Linked DNA regions of Pan troglodytes: region 1 is linked to region 2. Evidence: chromatin contacts called from public Hi-C data. All regions are on one chromosome and are shown on one strand. Each heading gives the region's core, a stretch centred on a gene start, on an enhancer-like site or on the middle of the called end of the contact. The rest is flanking DNA. Distances are from core to core; before and after follow the strand shown. Region 1 overlaps PRICKLE2 (prickle planar cell polarity protein 2). Region 2 has its middle 5.4 kb from the start of PSMD6.

Evidence for each region. Hi-C and Micro-C count contacts between places; a contact is called where the count stands out from the background.
Region 1: a Hi-C map of stem cell-derived neural progenitor cells shows a contact between it and region 2, with 6 times the contacts expected there. The contact joins two enhancer-like sites. A contact is called at or near these places in 2 of 7 Hi-C or Micro-C datasets (induced pluripotent stem cells and stem cell-derived neural progenitor cells) and 1 of 1 datasets of contacts at active chromatin or transcription factors (stem cell-derived excitatory neurons).

Annotation. Positions count from the first base shown.
Region 1 is chr2:68,300,018-68,306,378 of NHGRI_mPanTro3-v2.0_pri, reverse strand. The region is part of intron 2 of PRICKLE2 (prickle planar cell polarity protein 2); the gene reads left to right. Among named protein-coding and RNA genes, the nearest start is that of PRICKLE2, 110 kb to the left of the region's middle. Within about 2 kb of position 3,773, at least 1 of the 24 cell types and tissues checked has an H3K27ac peak or open chromatin away from gene starts, as enhancers often do. A contact at or near this core is called in stem cell-derived neural progenitor cells, where this site is marked.
Region 2 is chr2:67,996,718-68,003,321 of NHGRI_mPanTro3-v2.0_pri, reverse strand. No RefSeq gene overlaps it. Among named protein-coding and RNA genes, the nearest start is that of PSMD6, 5.4 kb to the right of the region's middle. Within about 2 kb of position 1,816, at least 6 of the 24 cell types and tissues checked have an H3K27ac peak or open chromatin away from gene starts, as enhancers often do. A contact at or near this core is called in stem cell-derived neural progenitor cells, where this site is marked.

The DNA.
Region 1 (6,361 bases), core at 2,524-5,023, 300 kb before region 2:
CCATAATTCTATTTTCTATTTGAATCTCACTCTCAGCATGATCACTTTTTGGTTTTTGCCTGCACTTTAAATTTCGGTGGCCAATTCACTTACTTTTTAAAAATGTCACATAGGTGTATATCACTGGGAGGCAAGGAGGCAGCACAGCTACATGCTTTGCTGTCAGAGAGTGAACCAAATAACAGATATGCAGTGACCAATCATTGACAGACTTTGAAAAAAGGAAATGTGACTGGTCACTGATCACAATACACATTTGTTATTTTTATTTTTATTTTTTTGCGATAGAGTCTTGCTCTTTCCCAGGCTGGAGTGCAGTTGCACGATCTTGGCTCACTGCAAACTCCGCCTCCTGGGCTCAAGCAATTCTCCTGCCTCAGCCTCCTGAGTAGCTGGGATTACAGGCACCCACCACCACACCCAGCTAATTTTTGTATTTTTAGTAGAGACGAGGTTTCACCATGTTGGCCAGGCTGGTCTTGAACTCCTGACCTCATGATTCGCTCACCTTGGCCTCCCAAAGTGCTGGGATTATAGGCATGAGCCACCATGCCCGGCCCCATTTGTTATTTACATAGCGATTTGTGGACTGAAGCAGTAAAGCTTGTACTTCATGCAAATTGCTCACTGTTAAAATACCATGGAAACTGACATTGGAATCATGCTGAGGGACTGGTGTTATTTAACTAAATTAGGTTAACTAATATTTGTACATATAGGAACTGTGCACATTGAGGACTGTCCCTATTCCAAAGCATGACATAATACTAAGTCAAGGTTCATAGTCAATCATAGTATGTAAAATATATACTTTAAGAGCCATCTTGAAATTTTTGAGTTTTTTTTCTTTTTACCAAATTATGGTTACTATTTCTTGGTATTGTTTTTACTTCATAATGTGTCATTCAAAGAGCTTATATTAGGAGTAAAAAATGCATCAACTCAACCCCTCTCTCGTTTTCTTGTGCTTGCATTATTACAATTATACCCTATCTAAAGATTTTTTGGTAACAATCTGTTTAGGTCATTTGCAAGGGTTAGTTCAGTAATATCAGATAGCTACAAATGCATAAATTCAGTTAACTTGGCAAACTCAACAATATGTCACAGGGCACTAAAATCTAATCCTCAGTGTCCCCACTGTCGCCTATCCCACAATGTGGCCCTCCCACCCTTTTTTTTCAAGGCATGCCACATGACCGTCTGACAGCAAAATCAAGTGAAGACCTCAGTGTCAAGCCATGTATTAAATCTGTAAAGTCTAATCCCTTAAGTTTTAGGTAAAAATTAATTTAAAGATAAACTTCAATGTTATCACTTACTCCTCCATCCTAAACATTTGAGTTATACTTGAGTTGTGCTCTAGCTAATGGAAGGATCCTTTGCTAGAAGGAGGAATGGCTGTGTGCCTAATGCTGGCATGATGATTGGCACTTGAAGGTCTTTGAAGGTTCACAATTCTTGCATAACAGATTCACCTGGGGAACTTTTTAAAAGTACTGATACTGAAACTCCCCAGACCCTTTAAATAAAAATCTCTGGGCATGGGGCCCAATAATGTATTTGTATTTTTAAAGCCCATAGTTGGTTCTAATGACAGATAGGGTTGGGAACTACAGCCCCATGGGGAAGAAGGTCAGTCTCTAGCAAAAATCTTCCCTGTACTGCCAGTATTGAAGGACCCTAGTTAATAGATATTGGGGCATCCTCCTCTAACAAGCAGGTTTTGTACTGCCTTCTTATTGATATATATTTGTCAGAGAGAGTGGTTCTTGCAGGCACTTAAACGCTAGTAGAAGAAAGTTAGCTAAATGTGCAGTCATTTCTGGTGGCTCTGCCGTTCAAGGATGGCTTTGATTATAGTAAAACCATGCCAATGCTGGAATGGGCCTTGTCCTCTTTACAGTGTTGAGCTTTAGTTTTTTATCTGAAGTTTGTTCTATAATTAAAATCTAAAGCACAAGGCAATCCCGGTGAGTAAGAGTTGCTACAATGAGCATACAACAAAAGATAGTGTTATCCATCAAGAAGTTCTGAAGCAAAATGAAGTACAGTCAATTCCCCCAAAATGGGGGCCAGGGATACCCAAGAAAGGGAGAGTTGCTTTCTGTAAATAAACATTTGAAGAGTTTGGTGGAGTTGTCTAAGGCCTCAAAAGCGCTGCAAAGCTAGGCTCTTGGTTCCCAATTCCCTGCCTATGCTCCTGGACATGTTTAATGGAAAATATGGCCTGAGACCCACCTGCATCTGAATAACCAGGGAGTTTGTACAGACTTAGACTCTGGGCTCTGCCCTAAGCACGTTGAATCAGAACGGGCTGCTAGGGAGGTTGGGAGTTCATTTTTAGCAAGCTTCCCAGGTATATGCTCATTAAAGCAAGCTAGAGTTGGACAATTATGGTCCTGGCTTAGCTGCCACTATGCATTATCATTCCACCCCTGCATACATCTCCCCAGTCAAGTTCTCGAATTTGAAGAATGAATAGGAAGGGTTTCTGACATTCTTGTAGGATTGAAAACTGGACTTACATTTTGAATACTGGACCAAAAGAATTATATCTCTTTGGCAAGAGGAATACTTTCTTTTTCTAATTTTATTATTACTTTTAGATATAAGGTTTTGTTATGTTGCCCAGGCTGGACTTGAATTCCTGGGCTCAAGTCATCCTCCCACCTCAGCCTCTCAAGTAGTTGGGATTATAGGCTTGTGCCACCGTGCCCAGCAAGAGGAATATTTTTGTAAGAAACATTTATAGAAAGAACTAAGTTTTTCATAATGCGTACAAGTAAGTTGGAAAGTTACTAAAACTGTAATGGACACTTAGATTCACAGCCATGACAATCAACCAACCAAGCTTTGCATGACTTAGAGGGAAATGGGGGAGCTTTGGATTCAGTCAAATCTTGCCTCTGCTACTTATTAGTTGTGAAAAATTGGACAAGTTATTTAAACTCTCTGAGTCTTGGTTTCCTCATCCAAAAATGGGGATAGTTATATCCGTCTTGAGGGACTACTATGAAGATTAGGTTGGAAAATGAATGCAAAGATCTCAGTAAAAGGGATGCTATTTCTATTCTGGAACTGAAATTCTTCTTTTATATTTATTGAGCAGTCAGATAATATTTTAAATGTATTGTCTGAGTTGACTAAAGAAAACCTTAGGTGAACTCTTGTGTAGAGGGACAAAGATTTTTACAAACTGACAACACCCACAAAGCCTACTCTGACATTATTATGTGGTTACAATGTGGTAAGAGGTACAAAGAAACTAAGATGACGTCTTTTTACACAAGTGGCTCATAAGTCCAGCTGGGGAGAAGACCGTGATAATAACAGCCTTTCTTTAGTTTGTCTTTAGAATTGTCACTTTCTAGTTTCCAATGTGGTATGATATGTTATCCTCCTGGCAGCCTGAGGAGAGTAGACAGGGCAGCTGTGATTCTCATTATCGTCTCCATTCCATAGGTAAAGAGACTGCGACACCGAGGGCTTCTGCCTTGAGCAGTGCAACTAATACCCAAATCTTAAATTTTTCCCATCCTCCCTTTATCCACCCCAAAACATTCAGAGAACACAAAGCCATGTTGCTAATGGCCAGGTGCACACCTTGCATTTTGATGGATTGCGTCTCTTACACCCAGTAGCCTGGCATGCTTTGTTTCCAGGTGCAAAGTTCGACCTGTGCTGATTTCTAAAATGGTCCATAATGTTGTAGAGGGCTCTGGAATTTACTTATTGACATTCTTTTTAAAAAGAACTCTCTCTGCCTTGGCGTTTTCATTCCATTCCATGTCAAGTTTGTAAAAGCACATACCACTGGCTACAACTCATCTCCTTAGTGCTGACTTGAAAATAATTAAAGCACATGTAAAATCAGTGTATCTGTCTTCCAAGTATTTAAAAAAAAAAGGGTGGGGGGAGGTGTTTTCTTGAAATTGAATTAGCTGCTGGAATCAAGAATGCAGTAATTATTTTAAGAAATTCACATAGACTTTTTTGAATCTGTTTAAATAGGCCTACGGCTGCTTACCCCCCTCAGACTAAAATGCTGTGGCTTTAATTAGGGAATATTTGGTAAGTCGCAGACCTGGTCAGCAACACCATCATCACCATCACCATCATCATCCTCTTCTTTTTCATTATTATTATCACATATAGCTCGTTTACATCATGACCGTTCTTCAAGGACACAAACGTTTTTCTTTAATAAGCACCAAACTTGTTTTTTCTCTTCCTCCCAACTACCTTTCCATTTTTGTTGCTCTGGGATTTGGCAACCCAGTTTAATTTATGATGAGAAGACACTCTGGAAAATTGAAATGAGATAACATGACTTGATTGGGGGAAGAAAATAACTTCATCTTAACTCTTGAAGCAGAAGACATCAGGTTCTCTAATTCCTTCCTTTCGTCCTTGAAAATAGAACATCAGCCACAGAGCGCACCTGTGCTGAGTTCGAAAATGAATCTGTGGCAGCCGTTGCCAGAGTAGCAATTAGACAATTAAAGCTAAATTTCACCTGCAGAGGCAGACTGCAAAATACCAGCGGTTTGACCTTCCACACTTGGGGATGAGGTAAATAATCGACGGGCGGTGGAATGATGTCACAGAATTGGTATTAGCGGGTAAATCAGGCAGCAGTGTTGTTCTGACCTCCACAGCCTGGGGCACTTTGGCTGTGGTGCATAATTCAACTCCTATTTGTCTACTTTTCTTCAGTGATAGAGGCATGTTACACTTTCCCTTCCTCCTCCTAGAGCTGCAAATAACCAAAGAAGTCACCGAGCCTATTACTCTGTCGTTTGTTTTTTAGAGAGCTTACCATAGCTGGAAAGATCCCCTTGATTTGTTTAGTGATTTTTTTTGGCTTCTCCATGCTCCTCCACTCCCTCATCCCAAATGTAACCTCCACAAAAAGAGATGTTCTCATCTGACTTGGTCTCATTCTGTATGCCCAGCTCCCAGTATGTCCCCCTGGCATGTAGCAAGTGCTCAATAAACATTTGTTGCATAAATGTGTTAAAAATACTTTATACACACAAAGCAGAAATCACCAACCAACAGCCTAGAGGCCAAATTTGGCTTGCTAACTTCTTTTCTGTTTGTCTGTGTGGTTTCTTTTTTTTTTTTTTTTTTGGCTTGCTTAGTATTTTTAAACATATCGAATTAGTGGCCAGCATTTAAATATAGTGAGCCCTCATACAAAAGACCACATTTCTGGCTACTCTTGTAATTCAGTCAGAAGATCTAGAACACTGGACCAGCCTTGGAAGAGGAAGAATAGCCTAGAATGGTGATTCTCAGAGTGTCCCTGGATCACCTGGGAACTTTTTAAAGATGCATTTTCTCTGTCCTTCCTCCTCTAGTGACTGAATTGGCCCTGACCATTTTTATTTTAACAAGCCCTTCCACACTAAAATTTTATTTTAACAACCAGTTCAGAATCACTTGAAGTGATTCTGATGCACCCTAAACCTTGAGAACCACTCATTGCCCTTAGTGGATAAAGAAGGCTGATTGGCTTTGGAAATAGAATGTCAGGCTTTCAATTCTGGTTTTGCCGCTTCCTAGCTCTGTGGGGTTAGACAAACTACTTAATCTCATGGTGACTCTGTGTGCTCATTTATAACCTGGGGATGATAATAGGACCTTCCTGCTAGGGTTATGAGGATTAAATGAGTTCATATGTGTAAAGTCCTTAGACCCTTAGAGTGATAACATAACAAAGGTTACTTGCTGTTAACGTCAGCTGAGGCTTAGCAAGCAGGTGCCTGCTTAAGATGGAACCTTTGCTGGATTGCTACTTTATTAGGACACCATCCAGCACGCTTTCCTTTTTCATGTGACCCGCCTTGTCCCTGTGGGCTTTCAGGTTGTCATGCCTGATGATGTGAGATGGCATGCCCAGTTGTCAGCAATGATTCCCGTACCCACCCATTGTAGAGTAGTAACATATATTGTGTACCTACTGTGTACCAAGCACTACACGAGGCCCTTAGCATACTTTATTCATTTCTACTCCCCAACAGCACAACAAGGTTAATATTGTTATTCTCACTTCACAGATGAAGAACTGAAGACTCAGAGAGGTTAAATAATTTGTTTAAACACACACAGCTGGTAAGTGGCAGAGCAAGCATCAAACCCAGGTATCAAACTCTGTTTTGTTTTCTTTTCATCCGTGTTTCCAAAATATGGAACACATGCCACAGTAGCTTCCAGATGATTTTATATGGCATCGAGATGGTTTTAGGTGGTGAAGAAGGTGGTTTTAGTTGGTATAAAAATTCTGCATTAAATTAAACAAAGTACACAGAAAAAAGTTAATATACTTTAAGTTCTCCCACAAACTTGAGGGGAA
Region 2 (6,604 bases), core at 567-3,066:
TTCACAGGGATTAATTGCAACTATCACTGCCGTCTTTTTCCAAAACATTCTCATCACTCCCCACAGATACTCTGTACCCATTAAGCACTAACTCCTTATTCTCCTTTCCCCAGCCCCTGGTATCCTCTGTTCTACTTTTGTGTGTGTGTTTCTTTATGAATTTACCTATAGAAGGAAGTATTTTTGTGTACCAGGGAGCAGTAAAACCAAGTCAGTGAAAAGACTACCTCTTAATCGATTCAGTACTGAATTCCGTAGACAAGCGAAGCCACGCAAGGTTTCAGAGCAAAAAATACAAGCCGGCTAGAGCATTGCTTTCAGAAGCTTCATCTGGCAGTGGTGTGTGGGATGGATTGGGGTCTGGAGACCAGTTGAGAGGTTGTTATAAAAGCCCAGGCTGGGGGTAAGGAGCACTTGGAGCCACTACTGAAATGAGAAAGAAGATTTAGGAGACATTTTAGGGAATATACAGGAGGAAGCAGCCACAGGACCTGGCAAAATTACCTCGGGGAAAAAAGGGAGGGAGGATGACAGATGTTTTGAGTCTGGGTGACTCGGGTGATTAATTTTTAAACTATGCATTTTTAATTAGGCTTCTATAAAAAGTCACAAAACAGTCATTTAAATTATCAACAAAGGGTTCCAAAAAAAGATCAGAAATGAGTGTGATGTTCTTTTAGGAAAAAAACCTGAATCAAACAAAAGAATTCTATCTTCTAAATGTCAAGGTTCATGTGACATGACATGGCATTTCATAGGAAAGGAGGGAGGTAGGGAGGACCAGGGTAATCAATCAATCTAGAATGCTCGAAGGTAGGAATTCAAGGGAGGGAGAAGGAACTGACTCTATACGGAAGGCCATTATTCATGGAGAGCATGTTGTGGCTAATATTTAATAATAAGAAGTACGATATTATGGCTAGAAGCGTGGAGTCTGAATCCAGACTTTTTGAGTTCAAATCCTACTCTGTCATGAACTAGCTGTGTGACCTTGGTCAAATTGCTTAACCTCTCTGAACCTCTGTAATATGGGTTAATATAATATCTATCTGATACAGTTGTTTAATTGATTAAATGACTTAATATATATGTAATGCTTAAGTACCTAGCACATAGCAAGTGCTATACAAGATTTTGGCACCATTATTATTCTTAGGCTAATTTAAAAGAGCAACGTAAAATTTAAAAAGTTTCCCTGTAAGGTTGAATAACTTACTAAGGAAATCAGAAATAAAGGAATCACAAAGTCCGACATACAGCCACAGCTGAAATACCTCTTTTCTGTGATTTAAGAATGCTGCCTTCTTAGGCCAATGCTAATTATTCACCTGCTTATTAAATATTATTTTAAAAACACTTAAATTGGTATGATACTAACTCACTTTTTAAAATTCATTGACTTGGAATTTTTCTAACCAAGTTTAAATTTATTTGTTTCAATGGTCTGAGTCCATTCACTTTTTTTGCCCATGACAAGGGATGCTGAGTTGAACAGGAAGTAGGGGTCAAATCAGTAGATAGTTGACTAAATGAAGGAAATAATGATTTGTATATTTTCCGAGGCGATCTTTGAGGTGAAGGTCTAAATTTAGGAATATGGATCTTTAAGGATTTTTTGCTTCATTTGTAACCAAAATCAGGGCAGCGGTTCAAAGGACAGACTCAGCTTTTACACCAGTGGTTTTTTTCAGTGATTTTTCTCCTGTGAGACTTAGAAAATGCTGTGCTTACCATCCAGTGCCTCTGTCGTGCACCCCTGTCCTTTGCTAGGGCTGCACGTCGTCACACCCACCTGGCCTAGAATTCCCCATCTCCCGGTGGGACCGGAAGACAGTCTACATCCGCACGCCGTGCTCTGCGGGAAGCGGTGGATACTGCTGCCCTCTGCTGGTCACCACTTGAAACACTTCTCCTGGGCTTTTCCGAGGAAAGGGGCTGTGAATAAGCAAAAATCGCAGCACCAGAAGAGGGATGGGTTCGAAACCTCTGTAACCCGAAACCGTCGAGCTCACCCACCCACCAACCTCCTGTGCACCTTGCAAAAAACAAAAAAAATTTTTTTTTTTCAAAATAAAAACAGGCCAGGCGCAGTGGCTCACACCTGTAATCCCAGAAATTTAGGGGGCAGAGGCAGGTGGATTGCTTGAGCCTGGGAGTTCCAGACCGGCCTAGGCAACATAGCGTGACCTCGTCTTTACAAAAACTACCCAAAAAAGCCGGGTGTGGTGGCGACCCCCGTAATCCCAGTTACTAGGGAGCAGAGGTGGAAGAATCACTTGATCCCAGGAGATCGAGGCTGCAGTGAGCTGAGATCGCTCCACTGCACTCCAGCCTGGGCGACAGAGCAAAATGCTATCTCCAAAAAAAGTATTAATTAATTAGTTAAAATAAAAACAGTACTAAGTAGTACAGATGAGTGATAGGAAGTCCAATACGGTTCTGATTCGTCCCATGATTAGACCACACCTCTTGTTTAAATGTTTACCGGTTAATTCTTTCCCAATGTTCACTTTCTTGTTCCTATGCTTTGCTGCATCAGCGGGTGGTTGAGACAGTGCTGTTTCAATATGTGCAGGGTAGTTTCTTCAAGTTTATCTTAAGAAATTGCAATGTACTTGCTGCATGTGTTACCATAGTGCTCTGTGGCTGTGTCTTAGTTTCACTTGTTTGCTTACACAAATCAGAGACTCACCCTTCTTTTTTTTTTCTTTCGATATTCCATATTCTAGTGGTTCCTTTGAATTTATGCTTTTATAGTGTCTCTCCTCTAGTCCTCTTTATCATTTTTGTTGTTAAATAATTGCATTTGATTTCTGGAAATTGCTCCATATCAGCTCATAAACATTTTCTTTATTTATTTCTTTATTATTTTTTACAGCTGCATAATACCCTATCATGTGTTATGTACCATCGTGTATACAACCATTTTCCTATATTTGGGCATTTAAGTTGTTTCCAGTATTTTACAATTTTAAACAATACTGCAATGAATAACCTTGTGCATGGGTATTTTTGAATTTTTGGAGGTGTAGCTTCAGGATAAGTTCCCAGAAGCAGGATTGCTGGGTCAAAGGGTGAATGCATGGGTATTGTTGTTAAATTGCAGGAAATTGTTCTTCTTAGGGTCAGAGACTCCCTATGAGACTGCAAGTGACTAGTATTTATTGTGAGGATAATTTAACAAGTGATTAAAAACACTGGAATATTAGTACTCAAGAAAATAGGGTGTGACGTCAGCGAAGGCAAGAGGCATAAACTCAAAGAGTTGGGAAGAGCAGGAATAGTAGCATGAATTGGTGTTGTAAAGATGGTTTTGCTGCTGGATTTGCATGTAAGGTTGACCTTAGTCTTTTTGCCACATAGGCTGATGATGATCCACCCCTGTGTGCCATCATTTTCTGTGGCTAGGTTCTTTTCTGTCCGTCTGCTTCTGCTCAGATTCCCTCCGGGCTCCTTTGCTCAGTAAGGCGTACCTCTGTTTCTCCTGCCCCTCCTTGCTCCTGATTTCAGCCTGCTATTCAATCTCTGACAGATCCCGGCTGCTCTCCTCCAACATCCTCCCTTCTATTTCATGACCCTATGGTGTCTACACCCACTACTAGCTGGTGATTCCAGCCACAGTTTCTAATTCAGATTCTGAAAAGTAAAAGTCTGAGTGTCCCAGATCTTCCCTTTGGAACAACAGTTTGTAGGCTTCAGGTAGATGATCACTTGCAGTTCAGACTGCTTCCCTGGGTGTCATGTGTCTACCCAGGATGAGCCCTACAGAAGGACTGTGGGTGGAACTAGAGGTATGACAGGTTAACATGATTGATATGTAAATTTTAGGCAATTTACCAGAAGTGGGAGGATGGCCACTTCTCAATGGCTACGCTGGTTCAGCTGCAAGTTCCTGATTTTTCACATCATGTTCCCAGGATCGTATACTTAGCGCCCTGCAGATGACTGTGTGCTGATTTTCAAACCACAAAGAGGAAAACAAACTAGAAAAACCTCTTCATCACCACTTATTTTATACACAAAGGGGGGTAATTATTAAAGGAACTAAGGAAATTGGCACAAAGTAACTGTTTTTAAAGATGACCCTAACCCAAGCCCATCATTTTAATCTAACCTCAAATATCACTTCATCAAAAAAAAAAAACCTTTTCTATTCCATTCGTGCATTCATGCCTTCACTAATTTTGCCACTAATTGAATAATTTATTTAATCGTGTATTGCTTCTCTGTCTCTTTCTACCCTTTCCCCACCAGAATGTGAACCCCATGAATTTTCTGACCACTGCTCTGTCTGGTACCCCAGCACATAGTAAGAGGTCTGTGCTAACAGTGGGGTTGCATGAAGTGTGTCATCCTGGGGGACATATTTCACTCTCCCTGCCTTGTGCAAGTGTCTTCTTGTCATGGAAAAAGAAAACTGATATTGCTCTCAGCAATTACCCAACCTGCTCCAGAAACAACAGTGTTTCCTAAGCACTCTTTTTCCTTCAAAATACTCTTTTGGAAAGGAGTAATTTAGTGAGGAAGAAATGAGCATGCTACATCAATTGATCATGATGCTGCAATAACCCTGAAATTTTTGTGCATTCCAAGCGGATACTCTATGTAAAGTTTCCATCCTATGTGGTGTAATCAATAACTGCCTAACAGGAAGGATGCTGGCAGGAGCAGAGATAACTCCGCCTGCACAAACCCATCTTGGACATATGCAGGAAAGCTATAATCAGGGCCGCGCACATAAAGTATTTGAAATTCAATGAAAAAGCTGAAAGTGCAAGTAATTAAAAGTGAGCAAAGCAGATAAAGTCAATTATACACTTAGAGGAACATTGTTTTATGCAGTGGGCATGGTAGTCATCAAAATCAACAGCCCGTGGGGCCTGTACAGAGAGCTGACGATGCTCTGCTCAGAATGAAGGAATCCAGTGCCCTAAATCAGAGCAGCCTTTTCAGAGCCATATAATCTCACATAAAGGAAAAGTACAAAGGCTGAAAAGGAGGAGGGGCCTGCTTGGTGCGATCTCGAAATAAAACCAGGTTCTAATAGCAAAGGGCTTGTAACACAGATAAAAAAAGGAAGAAAGAGTGCTTTTTAAAATAAACCCTAGAACCAGAGCAAATAAGAAAAGGTATGTATGCCCTTAGCTCACCATAGCCTGTTTCCATCAAACATTTTAATTTCCATGGGGCAGGATATATATCTACCAAGAAGATACACATTTATTTTTCCTCCCTGAGATTACAAAAACCTCAGGTTTCAAGCTTAAAGAAGGGGCTTTGTAAAACTAGTTAATCCAGTCAAATTGAGTTAATGGCTACAAAGAGATTGATGGAATGGGCAATTTACTGTTCAATAATGAGTTGTCAATATGGGGCAAAGAGCTGCTTTGATCAGCTGGGCAGTCAAATCACAGCCACAGTTCAGGGCTCGATTGATTCCTCAGCAATTAATGGTTATGATAGTAAAAAGAGAAGAAGACAGATCTGACTGGAAATTGGTCTCCTCTGTGCTGAGTGGAGAGGCTGACAGCAGGGCATTGTGCACCTTGAAGCTCATTTGCACCTGGAATAATGAAGAGTCATAGAATCCCCTGCAATTGAGATTTTCTGGCAATTGCGACCTTAATTTGATTATGCGTCTATACTAGGACGAACTGGAAACCAGAATGAACCAGTCACATACAATTTAAACTACAAGACTATTTATACAGGTTTCCCCCTATACTTCAACATGAGTTTTGGATCATACATCCAATTCTTGTCACAAATGTAAACAGGCTGATACATTTAACTGTGTAAACATTGTAAGCTTTTATGTTGAAGAAAAACCCCTAAAAATTTGGAAAAATAAATGAGGGGGGAAGCTGTGATACTTGGAAATTAACAAAGTTAATTTCCTTAAAATATGAAGATTGCTTACTAGTCAGTGAGGAAAGATTCCATAGAGAATTGACAAAGCCAAACAAGAATTTCATAAAACAGAAAATATATCTGGTCAGTAAAATGTGAAAAAAAAATTAACCTCACCAATCATAAAAGGAATGCAAAGGAAAAGCAACTGTTAGCAAAACTTAAAATAGCTGATGAAAGTACATTGGGAGACAGGTCTGATGGGGTTCAGGACACGCAATCTCAAAATATCACACCTTGTGCTTTGAGGAAGTGGTAGAAGCAGGAAGGTCACTCTCATCTTCTCTGTGCCCTTCTCGCTTGAAGCCAGTTATAAAAGAATTCCCTGAACTTCCTATAAGGTAGGTCATAAGACCCTCATTCCAAACATATTATCCCTATGCTCAAAGAAAAGAAATCCCTTATATATGAAGATACAGGGACACAGAGAAGAATCTGAACACACAGACCTTGCTAAGTCCCCCCAGTTTATTACCATCACATCACACCCCTTTTGACCAATCATACTTCTACATAACTGTCCATTCTTCATCAAATTTACCTTACAAATATACAGATTTCTTCATTTCTTTGGGTCTTCATTTCCAAAGGCTCTCAAGTCACCTAAAATTTATATTAAATATATTTGTATGCTTTTCTTCTGTTATTTTATTTAGTTTATTTTTTTTGAGACAAAGTGTCACTCTGTCACCCA